Linked DNA regions of Rattus norvegicus: region 1 is linked to region 2. A link is a contact called in public Hi-C data. All regions are on one chromosome and are shown on one strand. The core of a region is the stretch at or near the end of the contact, and the rest is flanking DNA. Distances in the headings are between cores, read along the strand shown. Region 1 has its middle 130 kb from the start of Ahr. Region 2 has its middle 250 kb from the start of Ahr.

Region 1 (6,202 bases), core at 2,241-4,740, 380 kb before region 2:
ATGGCATGTGTGTACACATGCGAGTGTGTGTGTGGCATGTGTGTACATGTGCGAATGTCTGATGCTGTGCTCTGTCACTGTTGACATTATTCTTTTGAGGTAGGATCTTTCACTGGCAGCCAGCAATCCTTAGAGATCTTCTGTCCCCTCCTTACCCAGCTCTGGCATTAGAGGCAGAATCCACTACATTTATCTTTTTCCCTGAGTACTGGGATTTGAACGCAGGTCCTGATGCTGTGCAGCACAAACTTTTATCTGGTGAGCCATTTCCCCAGCCCAAATAATGGTAGTTTTGATATGACTGTTGATTCTCCACCAAAAGGCTCTGCGCTACCGTGATGGCTGATGTAGGAAGCTCAGGTCCTAATGTATATTTTATCCAGTTCTGATTTCTACCACCAGCCAGCTTGGCTCATCGCTGATGAATACATGAGAGTGACATTTCCAGAAGAGTGTGCTCCAGTCCTTCAAAATCCCTGAAGTTGAGACCTCAGATGCTATGGGGCAGAAACAACTATACTTGCTGCTCCTACTAAACCACTGGCCCCCAGAACCCATGATTCATCTACAATAGCTGCTTTTAGACACTGGAACTTGTACTGATTCAGCTACATCACAGCTATAGCGCAGGGGTTAGCTACAGGTAAAGGACTAGTAGGGGGTGATCATGCTAACAAGGAGACAGACGATGGGTAGCAGGGATAGATGTGGGGGGAGGTGGAATGGAATGGAAAGATTGACTGGGGAGGGAAAGAGGGAGTGAGGAAGGGATTACTGGCTGAGACAGTTAAAATTAAGGCTGTTTTAGGGCCATATAGAAACCTAATACCATAGAAGCTTCTGAAATATATACATGTATAAATGTGATCTAAATGAAATCACCAAATAAAAAGGAAATAAAACCCCAACTGGACGTTGCTGACCACCAAACGAAACTTTCAGTGCTGAGAACAGGTTACATATAATTATATGCTTACATATAATTGGCCAAAAAGGCCCCACAGGACTCCTCAAACACCACAGCCTGTTGTTTGTTCTCCACAAACTAACGGCAAAGCCCCATTGCTGAAGACAAACATCTACACAACACACAGAACGTGCGGAAGCTGAGCTGGTGCTTGCCTAGTGCTTTCAACCCCCTGACTTTTGTTCAGTCAAACAGTGCTCTGGACAGTACTCTGTATACTACCAAATGAAAAAGATAATCATTGACTTGGTTACAAATTCTTCAATGTACAATGATGGATATTGTGTCAGTGAAATAGTAGCACAAAGCTTATGGGAGAAACCAATCGTTACCCAAGGCTCACTCCAAGATAGATCCCATCCCTGACACTGCTCACATGCCCAAGAACCCGAGACAAGAGAGGCCAGTGACTTAGGGGAAAACCAAATATTACTGCCTGCTAATGGAATGTAGAAATAAAATGTGTCCTAAGGACATTCTGCTCTACTCCTAGATCAGTGCTTTGGTCGGCCATCATTAGAGAAACTCCCTCCTGCAGTATAGAGGAACAAATAGGGAGAACCACAGACAGACAATGTATAAAAGTATGAGATACCTTGGAACACTTAGCCCAAAACGGGTTGTCTCCATCAAACACCTCCTTCAGGGTTCAGGGAACCCCTTGGAAGGGAAAGTAGAACTGACACACATATGAACTCAAAGAGCATAGCATGCATAGGGCCTGCATGGGTTGGGGCCAAATGGGGCCATAGTGCCAAGAGAGCAAGTATACACAAGCCGCTTCCCTAACCCAGAAGCTAGCTACAACTCAAAATCACATGCAAATGAAAAATTGCTTTTCTCCGAAGAATCTTACTGAGGATACAAACAACTTCTAAGCCAGCCGTATATGACCAACACAAAATAAACTCAATGGCATCTTTGAAAGTTCTTTCTATATTTCTCTGTGTCTATGTGTCTCTTTCTGTCTGTCGCTAACCCTGTGTCTATGACTCTTTGTCTCTCCGTCTCTCTGTCTTTGTCTTTGTCTCTTCCTCCTTCCCTTTCTTACTTTACAGATTCTTTGTGTATCTATGTGGCACCTGGTTTTGGGAAGAGATTCCTATATATATTCTGCATCTATATGTGTTTCTTGTGTTTTTATTTGACTTTTTCTTCTGTTTTGCCCATTCAGGTTTGTTTTTGTTTTGTTTTATCACATTTTATATTATGCTTCTTTAGATGCCTTTCTGTTTTCTAAGGAGAGACATAAACATGTGGATTCAGGTAGGAAAGGAACAGCGGAAAATACCAAAGTCTGGAAAGGAGGAACCATAATTAGAATATGTTTGAAAAAAATCTATTTTCAGTAAAAGAAAAAGAGGAAAAAAGGGAAAGTGAAAAAAATATAAATACCTCTAGTGTTCAATCATTTAGAATCTCCCTAGCGTGTCTACCAACTGTTAGGCTCTGTTTTTGGTGCTCTGTTTCTGGCATTAGAGTTAAACTTTGAAGAGTACATATACAAACAAACACTGTGTCCTTGGGTCTCCAGAGTTCAACTAGTTGGCAGACAGCATACTTATGTGCGTGTGGTCAAAGATCAATTTAGGTAAGGCAAGGACACAGCTTCAGTAGACTGACTTCTCCAGGAACGGGAAGGCAGAATGGGCTGGTGGTGGGCTGATGCATAGATTTATTTATATTTTTATTTACAAGTATAAAACCAATATCTGTAAAAGGTTGGTGGATATTATGTAATACCACTTTCACTAATATAACTTTCATTTAGTTTCAAATGCTTCACTAATTTAAGATTAAATGCAAGTTCCATTATAACAGTATAATAATGGCAGCTCTTAAGTTCATAAGGAAGCACACAACCTTTCTGCATGTGTGCACACGTAGGGAGAGATGTGAGCAGATGTGTATGTATGTGGAGAGTAGTCATCAACATTGTGTGTCTTCATCAACAACTCTTTATTATTACGTTTTTGATATGAAGTCTCCCACTGAACCTGGAATTTGATGCTTCTGTTAGACAATATGGCAACCAAGCCTCAGGGATCTTTTTGTCTGTGCCTCCCTAGCCCTAAAGTGACTGATGCATGTGCTACCTGCACCTGGCTGTTTCTTTTTCACATGGTTTCTGGGGATTAAGTTTACGTCCTTAAGTTTTGCCGCAAGGGCTCTATCCACTGAGTCATTTATCGAACCCCAAGAAGTACCTTTCTTATGAGCATGAACATATATGGATGATGAAGCCTACAGTTGCTATAGCTAGAAGGAGGCACTGTGGCATATGGAGAGATTGCAAACTTGGAATACAGAAAAATAAATTGAATTCGAACTCTCTTCCCTCTAATGCCTAGTATCTGTGGCGACATGCTTAACCTCCTTGAAGCCTGGTTTCAAATCTGAAGAGGCATTGAAGGGAAGACACTTTGCTTGATGGATGTTTTGGGATGTGGAGGACAGAGGGCTCATTGCTTCCTAGACAAACTCTATGGTCTCTAAACTGTGTCAACAGAAGTTGGCACTAAATTCACAGGGCCTCTGTGGAATGTTTCAAATATTTGAATTCAGTGCCATGTTGCCTTATATCTGCCAGGTACTGGTTGATCTTTTGGAACCAGCTACTTCCCAGCTGTCACCAGAGATGATGTAATAGTCCCTGAGGTTGTGGCTTATCTTTTCAAAGTTTGGTCTTGTGAGTTGCTGAGATAAAACATAGTCTTGGCCTGCATGGCTTCAGGAATCGACCTAACTGGGGTGGCAAGAGAACGAAGAAAATACTGACACCAAAGAAAAGAGAGACACACAGAAAAACTGGAATTAGGTGGTATGGATTCTGATGGAGAAGCCACAGCAACTTGGAAGCTTGCCATGTTTATTGTACATGATTGAACAGGAAAGCATGGCTATTGTACATGACGGAACAAGGAGATGGTGTTTACTATTTACAGCTGGATCTAATCTCTGTAGGCACAGTGTGCGGGGAAGCTGTCCAATAGTAAACATCAGAGGAAAAAGCTACAGGGACATGTTCCACACACATGACTATGCACGTTTCACTTGGATCAGAGGAAGGCTTTGCCACTCCATGTGTCTGAATCCTTACATGGCCATGCCCAGTTGCCAGTAGTCAGTTGCTTAGGAATTTAGTCCACTTCCCACAAAACACAATGCCTATCTGAAACTGTGTGTATGGAAGGCAATGGATATGGCAATGGCCACTGTGGATCAATGGTCGGAGAGGCTGTGCAGTACACAGACACACTTCATAGTAGTAATAATACTAGCTCAAAATAAAACAGAAATACTATGTTTGGTTTAGATGTATGATACCTTCAAGTGTAAGCATCGTGGTTTGTTTGGATGCCAGTTCTCATTAAAATCCCATGTCAGAAGTAAAATTATTAGGTAGGGTTTCTGGTTTTTTTGTGTTTTGTTTTTTTTTTTTGGTTCTTTTTTTCGGAGCTGGGGACCGAACCCAGGGCCTTGCGCTTCCTAGGCAAGCGCTCTACCACTGAGCTAAATCCCCAACCCGGGTTTCTGTCTTTTATTTATTTATTTATTTATTTATTTATTTATTTATTTATTTGTGTGTGTTTGCTTTATTTTGTTTGTTTGTTTGTTTGTTTGTTTTTGCCTAGGAATTGCTGAAACGTTCTGGGCATTGTGAATACTCCCCTTTCCCCTTCCCCAATTGCTTCATTTAATCCTGATATCTATAAAAAAAGTTAAGTGTGTTATATCCATTTTCCACAACTGAGGAGTGGATGTATTTGCTGTCTTGTCCATCACACTGAAAGTATTGTCCAGCATCTGGGTCAGCACTCTGCTGAGAAAACGCTCACCCCAGCCTCTACCTGTGCAGGACTCATACACATGCTATCCCTACATTAAACAAACCACATGAAAAGAAATGTCCTACAAGGACATGCAATGTGAACCAAAGTATAGAAATCTTATAATTTCATGTTACAATGGAACAACTCACATAAATTACCTTAGAAGGAAAGCACTACAGTTCTGCAGAGCCTCAGAGACCAACACTCTGCCACAGGCAGAATACATACGAGAATCATTCCTCCATGTTCCTACTACCTGACATATTGTGTAATATGAAGATGCTTTGTCCAGGATTTTCATTAACATGTGGAACCTGCATTTTTTAAATGACAGAGAAAAAAAAAGAATGATCAAATCTGAACTATACGTGGGAGCTGGGTGTGGTGATAGTTGATAAGTGCCAGCCGTGAAATGCTTGGTCTCTAAGCGAACACAGTATTTACAGTGTTTATTCTGAGCAGTCAGTACAACAACCACTTCCTGTGGATTCCTAAGTAATCTTCATAAAAATCTTTCCATGTGAGCTTTCTTCTTATATAATGTATAAAACACTGGCTTCCTTTGTGATCTACAATAGATAATGGTGTTTTCTTCATTGTGTCCAGTCTCCTAGGTCAAAACAGAGTTAAGAAACAACAAGCTGGGTACTTGGGAAAGTGACCAGTTCAAGGCCACATGTGGAATTGTCAGAAGCTATAAGGAGCTCTACCAGAGAGAAAGTCGATGAAACTCGGACTCAGTTGAATTGAACTATTTGTGGTAGTGATGCCCAGTGCATATGCCCACAGGTTTTACTTGTTCACATTCAGCACCAGAAAGTAGTAATTGTGATATCTGCATCAGTGCTAATAGCAGCAGTGATGGGACACATTTCTGGAACTGTGTGAGATGCACAGGTCTAGCTATGGCTAAAAGTGGTGGTGGTACCAAAGGTGTAGCTCATATTTCCATTCATGCCTGAATCTATCATCAAAACAATTATATTTGCCAGCTGAGTACTGATTTTATAGGATAGAGGGCTTCTAAAGATGCTACATCTGAAAGGATATGGAAGGAAGCACAGCACATTTTAGATGCTTTCTTTTGAGCACCACAGAACTATTTTTGACTAATGGGGCCTTAGTAAGTGAAGTGGAAAGAATTAAATATATGTCTATTCTATCTCAACAGCACAAATGAACCATCTTGAAAGACCAACTATTAGCAATGCCTTGGGAAACTGCAGACTGTTGCTTATTGACTTGTTCAGTCGATATGGAATTTTTATTTTACTTTGAGACGATGTAGACTAGATCAGATGGTTGGGTTAAGGACACAGTATGGAAAGTAGATGAAAGCGAAGTAAGATGCAACTCCCTCCATTTTTTTTTCTTTTTTTTTCCGGAGCTGGGGACCGAACCC
Region 2 (6,402 bases), core at 2,621-5,120:
TATCATGGCTTCCTTGATTTAAGACCCCACATAAATCACGTCCCATCACCAGCTTTCCATACCACAGTACACTGTGGGTCACTAGAGTGAACTGTATAATGACGGAGTGGTTTGGACCTGCAAGTGATCTCCCGATCATTTGGGGAGGGAGGTTATGGCTGAAGTCATGTGTATTTACAAGGACTGTGCTTATATTTCAAAGCTTTAGACGTATGAGTATAATCAGATTTTAAACAAAATGAGCTCAAGCAAAATCAAAGAATTTCTAAATCCAGTTCCTATAAAAATTTCCATGCAGGCTGGGGATTTAGCTCAGTGGTAGAGCGCTTACCTAGGAAGCACAAGGCCCTGGGTTCGGTCCCCAGCTCCGAAAAAAAAAAAAGAACCAAAATTTTCCATGCAGAAATACACGAATCGCTGCAAATGAGTTATTTGAAAATATGTCTATTTTAGAATCCTCCTCCCATAAGTAAAAATAAGATGACTTTTTTTTTACTTATTAATAGGATGTCACATAGATAATTGTCTTCTGCAGACGGACAAATAAAAATGACTGCATCCCTCCCCACATCCTGGCGTATTGTATGTTTTCTAGACCTTTTCTCTAGTGCTATAAATAGAAAAGAGACAGGTAGAATCCTATTGATTACCATTTAATGCTTGAATCAAGCATCCCTTCTGGGATGAAATTCAAACTCAAGTCATGATATCCAACAAATATTCCATCTCTCTTAGAACCAAGGCACAATTCACATGCCAAAAGGTTGATCCTTCTGAAATATACGTTTGGTGGTTTTTAATGTATTCACAAACTCATAAGCATCAAATCTTTCCATTAACCATAAAACTAAAGCTTTAGTCTCATCCTAATATACCAACCTTAGGGATGAAGAAATCGATCAGTAGGTAAAAGTGTTTGCGGTGAGCAAGAAGATGAGAGTTCAAATCCCAAGACCTCATATAGAAGCCAAATATGGCTGGAATTCCATTGTGGGCAAGTAGATCTCGGAAGCTCAATGGCTAGCCAGCCCAGTGAAAATGGAAACCTACTGACTCAGAGATAGACCCCACTTCAAGGCAGTGAAGTGGAGAGAAAAAGAGGAAACTATCCATAGTCATGCTCTGGTCTGTATGTACCACCTATGTGCACACACTTGTACACTTGGGTGCATACAACACACATGCAAGCACACAGGCACATGCTCGCACAGGCACATATGCACATGCACGCGCACACACGCACACACACGCACACACACACTACATAAATAAATCTTTCACCTTCTTACTAGCAAACACTCATCTAGTGATTGTTCATTTCAACTAAATGGAGTTTGCTGGGATAGTCCAGTCTTTTAAACTGGCTGTTCCACTTAGTACGCTGTGTTCAGCCTGTGGTTCTTAGGCTGTGTAGGGGTTTGAATGAAAAGGTTCCCCATAGGTTCATAGGGAGGGGCACTATTAGGAGGCATCGCCTTGTTGGAATAGGTGTGACCCTGTGGGAAGAAATGTGTCACAGGAGGTAGGCTTTGAGGTTCCAGAAGCTCAAGCCTGGGCCAGTGATAGTCTCTCTTCCTGCCGTCATTACAGTTATACAGCTCTCTGTCCTTCTCCAGCATGCCTGCCTGTATGCTGATATACTTCCTGCCATTGCGACAGTGGGATAAACCTCTGAACCTGTAAACTAAGACAGGCTGGATACAGCCAAGGATAGCTGTGCATTCAAACAACACGAAATCGTCAACTTACTTTAAGAATTATGAGACTCTTTTGTGTGATTTGTTTTAAACTTGATTTCACCATTCTTGACCGTGAGCTTTGTAGGTGACATCATGTGACCATGATAAGTTGGGACGTGCTTTTACAGTTTATCCATGTTGTATCAACTATTAGCATCACATTAATTCCTTGTTGACTACATACCACAAGTTAATGACTACTTGTTTTACTCCCACGTTTTGGTTACTATAATCACAACTGACAACAAGAATACAATAATACATCATAAACCCCCCCCCTCTCTCTCTCTCTCTCTCTCTCATGTATAGATATATTTAAATTTCTTCTGGATGTAAAACTAGAACTTTCTGGGCTATCAGGCAACGCTATGTTTAACTTAACAAAACAAAACCTTGTTGCTTTAGAATATACTTTTTAATTTATTGAGTCTAGGGCTGGAGAGATGTCTCAGAGGTTTAGAGCACTGCCTGCTCTTCCAGAGGTTCTGAGCTCAATTCCCAGCAACCACATAGAAGTTCACAACCATCTGTAATGGGATCCAATGCCCTCTCCTGGTGTGTCTGAAGACAGCTACAGTGTTATTCGTGTACATTAAATAAATATTAAAAATAACTTTAAAAAATTTATTGAGTCTATTTAATTCAACAATTTTATCCTGTTAGTAACATTGTCAAAGAGAAAAAATATATTCCATTCATAAATATATCTCAATAAGACAAACTTCTGGAAAGATCCCTTTCAGTGTAAACACTAGAATCCATCTATGCTGTACAAGTGGGCACACTCTCTCCAAGTAACTGTAGGTGACACACGAGAAGGAGTTCTTTTGGGTGAGCTATATAGGAAGGTTAAAATTATCAGGAAATATTTAAATGCTTACAATCTGGCTATGCTGTTTTGAAGTATAAGATTACATTTACCATTTATACATGCTTACTCTGCAAAAAGTTTTTTTTTAAAAAAGTACACAAAGTCTTATTGTCAATGTCAGGTTCTCCTTCCATGGAACATGCAATTAGCAGTTTCACTCATTCAAGAGTCACTTGTGGTCTAGTCTATCTGGATTGCCTTTCTTTCAGATACTTTGAATAGTTTTCAGCATTTTATATGTCTGTTCCTGAGCTATAATCACTATCATAGAACTCTGCCTTTTCCAAATACCTTACCCTCCTCACACTTGCCTTTTCACTTCCTTAGATTTCCCTATTCTTTTCTTTGGTTTTACTTTTAGCAAAAGGGTCTCTGGTATAGCCCAGGATGGCTTTAAACTCCTGTCTCTCCTGCCTCTGTCTCTCAAGTTTTAAAATTACAGATAAGTACCACCTTGTCCCAGTCTGTTTACTTTGATTTCATCCATTAAATCATTTTAATAAGACTCATCTTATTAGGAAATGCAAAATACTTGTTAACTTAAGAAAGGCTGTTTATAGAGTTAATGTTGCTTAAGACACTGTCCACTCTTCTTTGCTAATGTCCTTAGGTAGACCTTGACCTTGGTCACCCTGTAATGAAATGTTATAAACTTTAATTCACATATGATCCCAGATGAAACGTCAAAGGCAAGAACCAACTGCTTTCTGGGTTGCTTGAAATTCCCTCCTGCTTGTGGAAGCTCACAGTTGACAACCTTAGCACAAGTCTTTGCCCTATCTTTTCTCTTCCCCAAGAGATAAAGATAATCAAAACATACCAGCCATTAAAATCAGTAAAGAGAAAGAACTATGCAAGTGTTTAGAATTGATTGCTGCTCACAGACATTTCAAGATGGCTTTTGTAACTCCATTCTCTTTATCACCGAGTTACATGTGACTTTTCTCCTTTCATGAGACATCCATGTCCTTCACTTGGAGACAAAGCATGAACATTGCTGTGAAATAGAGAAAAAAATATGTCTCCTGCCTGGCAGGTGATGTGTTTGCAGGAAAGGGGAACGGAGTTTCACGTTCTAAGTAAATAAAGGCTAAGGAGGTGAAGCTGCTGCTGCTGCTGCTGCTGCTGCTGCTGCTGCTGCTGCTGCTGCTGCTGCTGCTGCTGCTGCTGAGTTATGATGTAATGTAGTACACAAGAAGACTTTACAATATCCATTTTTACCCGCTGGGCACTTGTGCTCCATTATCAGATCAAAGCAAAAGTATCGTTTACTTTAGTGACATCTACAGGCACTTCAGTAGAAAAACAGCCTCCACTCTACTGGGTAACAGAAGCTCCTTGTATGCAAGAACCATGCTTAGTGGATTGCTGTGAAACAATTTGAGTCTTGGGATGCATAGTTGGTTTCCAAAATGAATCCTCTTCCAAGTGTTTAGCTTTATCAAACACCACATCCTGGTCATATTTATCTAATAAAAACAGTATGTTGCCATTTAGGTTTGATTCTGAACTAAAACTGCATATATGTCACTAATTGGCTTGCCTTATTTTGCTCATACAAATTCTGCCTTTTATGAGACTTGAATGGATAAAATATGACTGTTGAAGACTCTCTCTCTCTCTCTCTCTCTCTCTCTCTCTCTCTCTCCCTCTCCCTCTTCTTCTCCCTCTCCCTCTCCCCCATCTCTCCTCTCTCTCTCTCTCTCTCTCTCTCTCTCTCCCTCTCCCTCTTCTTCTCCCTCTCCCTCTCCCTCTCCCCCATCTCTCCCCCCTCTCTCTCTCTCCCTCTCCTTCTTCTTCTCCCTCTCCCTCTCCCTCTCCCCCATCTCTCCTCTCTCTCTCTCTCTCTCTCTCTCTCTCTCTCTCTCTCTCACACACACACACACACACACACACACACACACACACACACACACACACGGTCCTCTCATACCTCCCAAGACATAGAAAACTCTGGACCTACTCCAACATACTACCAATCAGCAGTGTGATAAATTTCTCAAAACAGCCTCCATTAGCAGAACCACATGCTAATGACCAATGGAATGACTGGCCTTAAAACAACTTCACCAAACACAAGCTGTCAGGTATCTCATCTGAGGGACATCAGCACAAGTAAAACTGTGGGGGAGGTTGATATTGTTTTCTTCCTATGAGTTGCAAACCCTTTCAGTCTTTTTTTTCTAACTCCTCCATTGGGGACTCCATGCTCAGTCCAATGGTTGTCTGGGAGCAACCGCCTCTGTATTTGTCAGCCTCTGGCAGAGCCTCTCAGGAGAGAGCCACATCAGTGCCAGCAAGCACTCCTTGGTATCCACCATAGTATGTGGGTTTTGTGTCTGTATATGGGATGGATGATCCCTAGGTGGGGCAGTCTCTGGATGGCCTTTCCAGAGTTCCCAGGGAGTACACATGACAACCAAGAGTACACATGACTCCAGCTGCATCTGTAGCAGAGGATCGGGCATCAGTGGAAGGAGAGGCCCTTGGTCCTGTGAAGGCTCAATGCCAGGGAAATGTGGTAGGAGTGGGTGGGTGAAAGGGGGAGCACCCTCATAGAAGCAGAGGGAGGGAGGATGGGATAGGGGGTTCTGAAGGGGAAGCCAGGAAAGAGGATAACACTTGAAATGTAAATAAAGAAAATATCAAAAAGAAAAACCTGTGAATAAGGGATGGTACTGTGATAGCAGGAAGGGACACAGGATGGAGCGATTCAGTCAGAGTACAACTCCAGCACTAGAGAGCTGTGTTTGAGATGGGAACCGACAGAGTAGTCATGCTCAGAAAACCCACAAGGGTGCTCGCTTAGAGACTAGATCAGCTCGAGGAACCTACCAGGACCAAAAGCCCCACAGAGAAAGGTAGAACCCACAGACAGCACCACTAAGCAAGACAAATCTCCCTGCCTTCTATGTCTTACCACTTCTGTGGATTTACTCACCCATGGAAGACGCAGTCACGAAGGACAGTAGGAAAACAGTAAAGCAAGAAGGCAGACCTGGGGGCACAGCCCTAAAAGAAAAGGGAGATCACTGTCAGTTCATGCTACACATTTAATACCTGAAGAATGAAAGTGACCAGAAATCATCACCAGGTGTGAGGAAGGAACATATAGGGTGTGTTAACCCTGAAATGAGGAAAATAAGCTATTTCCCACCTTTACCCTGTGGAACCCAGCCATGCAAGCCGGCTATATCTACACACTTTTTAGGGGAGCATCTCAGCTAGTATAAGGGAAATACTCAATGGGGAAAAAAAGGATACTTGCCCATGTTAACATTTTCAGAAAAATATCCCAATGGTATATGTACATGGAAAATGTACATGGAAATGGCACCTTTAATTTATATATTCAAATGTTTCCTTATGCAGCAGAGTAGGAGAGCAAACTTTAGGGGCTTCTGCTGCAGGATTTTTACTTGTCTCCTTCAAACATTCTTTTGAAGTTCCAACTGTCCCTGTCCCACTAAGAAGGTTTCTAAGATTTGATCTCAATAAAGAATGGCATCAATGCCGGTAGCCGTAAGTTCCCATGGGCAGCCCTCTTATCTGGGCGTTCCTCAGAGATTGCCTTGCAGGCTGACTTACTCTGACCAGAATGGGTTATAGATGCTTAGTTTTATAATGGCCGGTCACATCAACTGCCTACAAAATAAGAGTTCTACCCATCACTAAGTGAACAACGAATCATAAGAGCCTGGTAACAATAAACCCAGCAGTCTCTCCAGATCACATTGAGGGTCTAAGGACAGGTTCCTTGACTTGTTTCCCATCTCAAATAGAGTGAAATAT

Evidence for each region. A called contact is a pair of places that touch in the nucleus more often than the background predicts.
Region 1: a Hi-C map of liver shows a contact between it and region 2, with 7 times the contacts expected there. The contact joins two enhancer-like sites. A contact is called at or near these places in 8 of 12 Hi-C or Micro-C datasets (the Rat2 cell line, Schwann cells, frontal cortex and 4 more).

The regions. Positions count from the first base shown.
Region 1 is chr6:58,127,414-58,133,615 of GRCr8, reverse strand. No RefSeq gene overlaps it. Among named protein-coding and RNA genes, the nearest start is that of Ahr, 130 kb to the right of the region's middle. Within about 2 kb of position 3,490, at least 3 of the 93 cell types and tissues checked have an H3K27ac peak or open chromatin away from gene starts, as enhancers often do. A contact at or near this core is called in liver, where this site is marked.
Region 2 is chr6:57,746,944-57,753,345 of GRCr8, reverse strand. No RefSeq gene overlaps it. Among named protein-coding and RNA genes, the nearest start is that of Ahr, 250 kb to the left of the region's middle. Within about 2 kb of position 3,870, at least 2 of the 93 cell types and tissues checked have an H3K27ac peak or open chromatin away from gene starts, as enhancers often do. A contact at or near this core is called in liver, where this site is marked.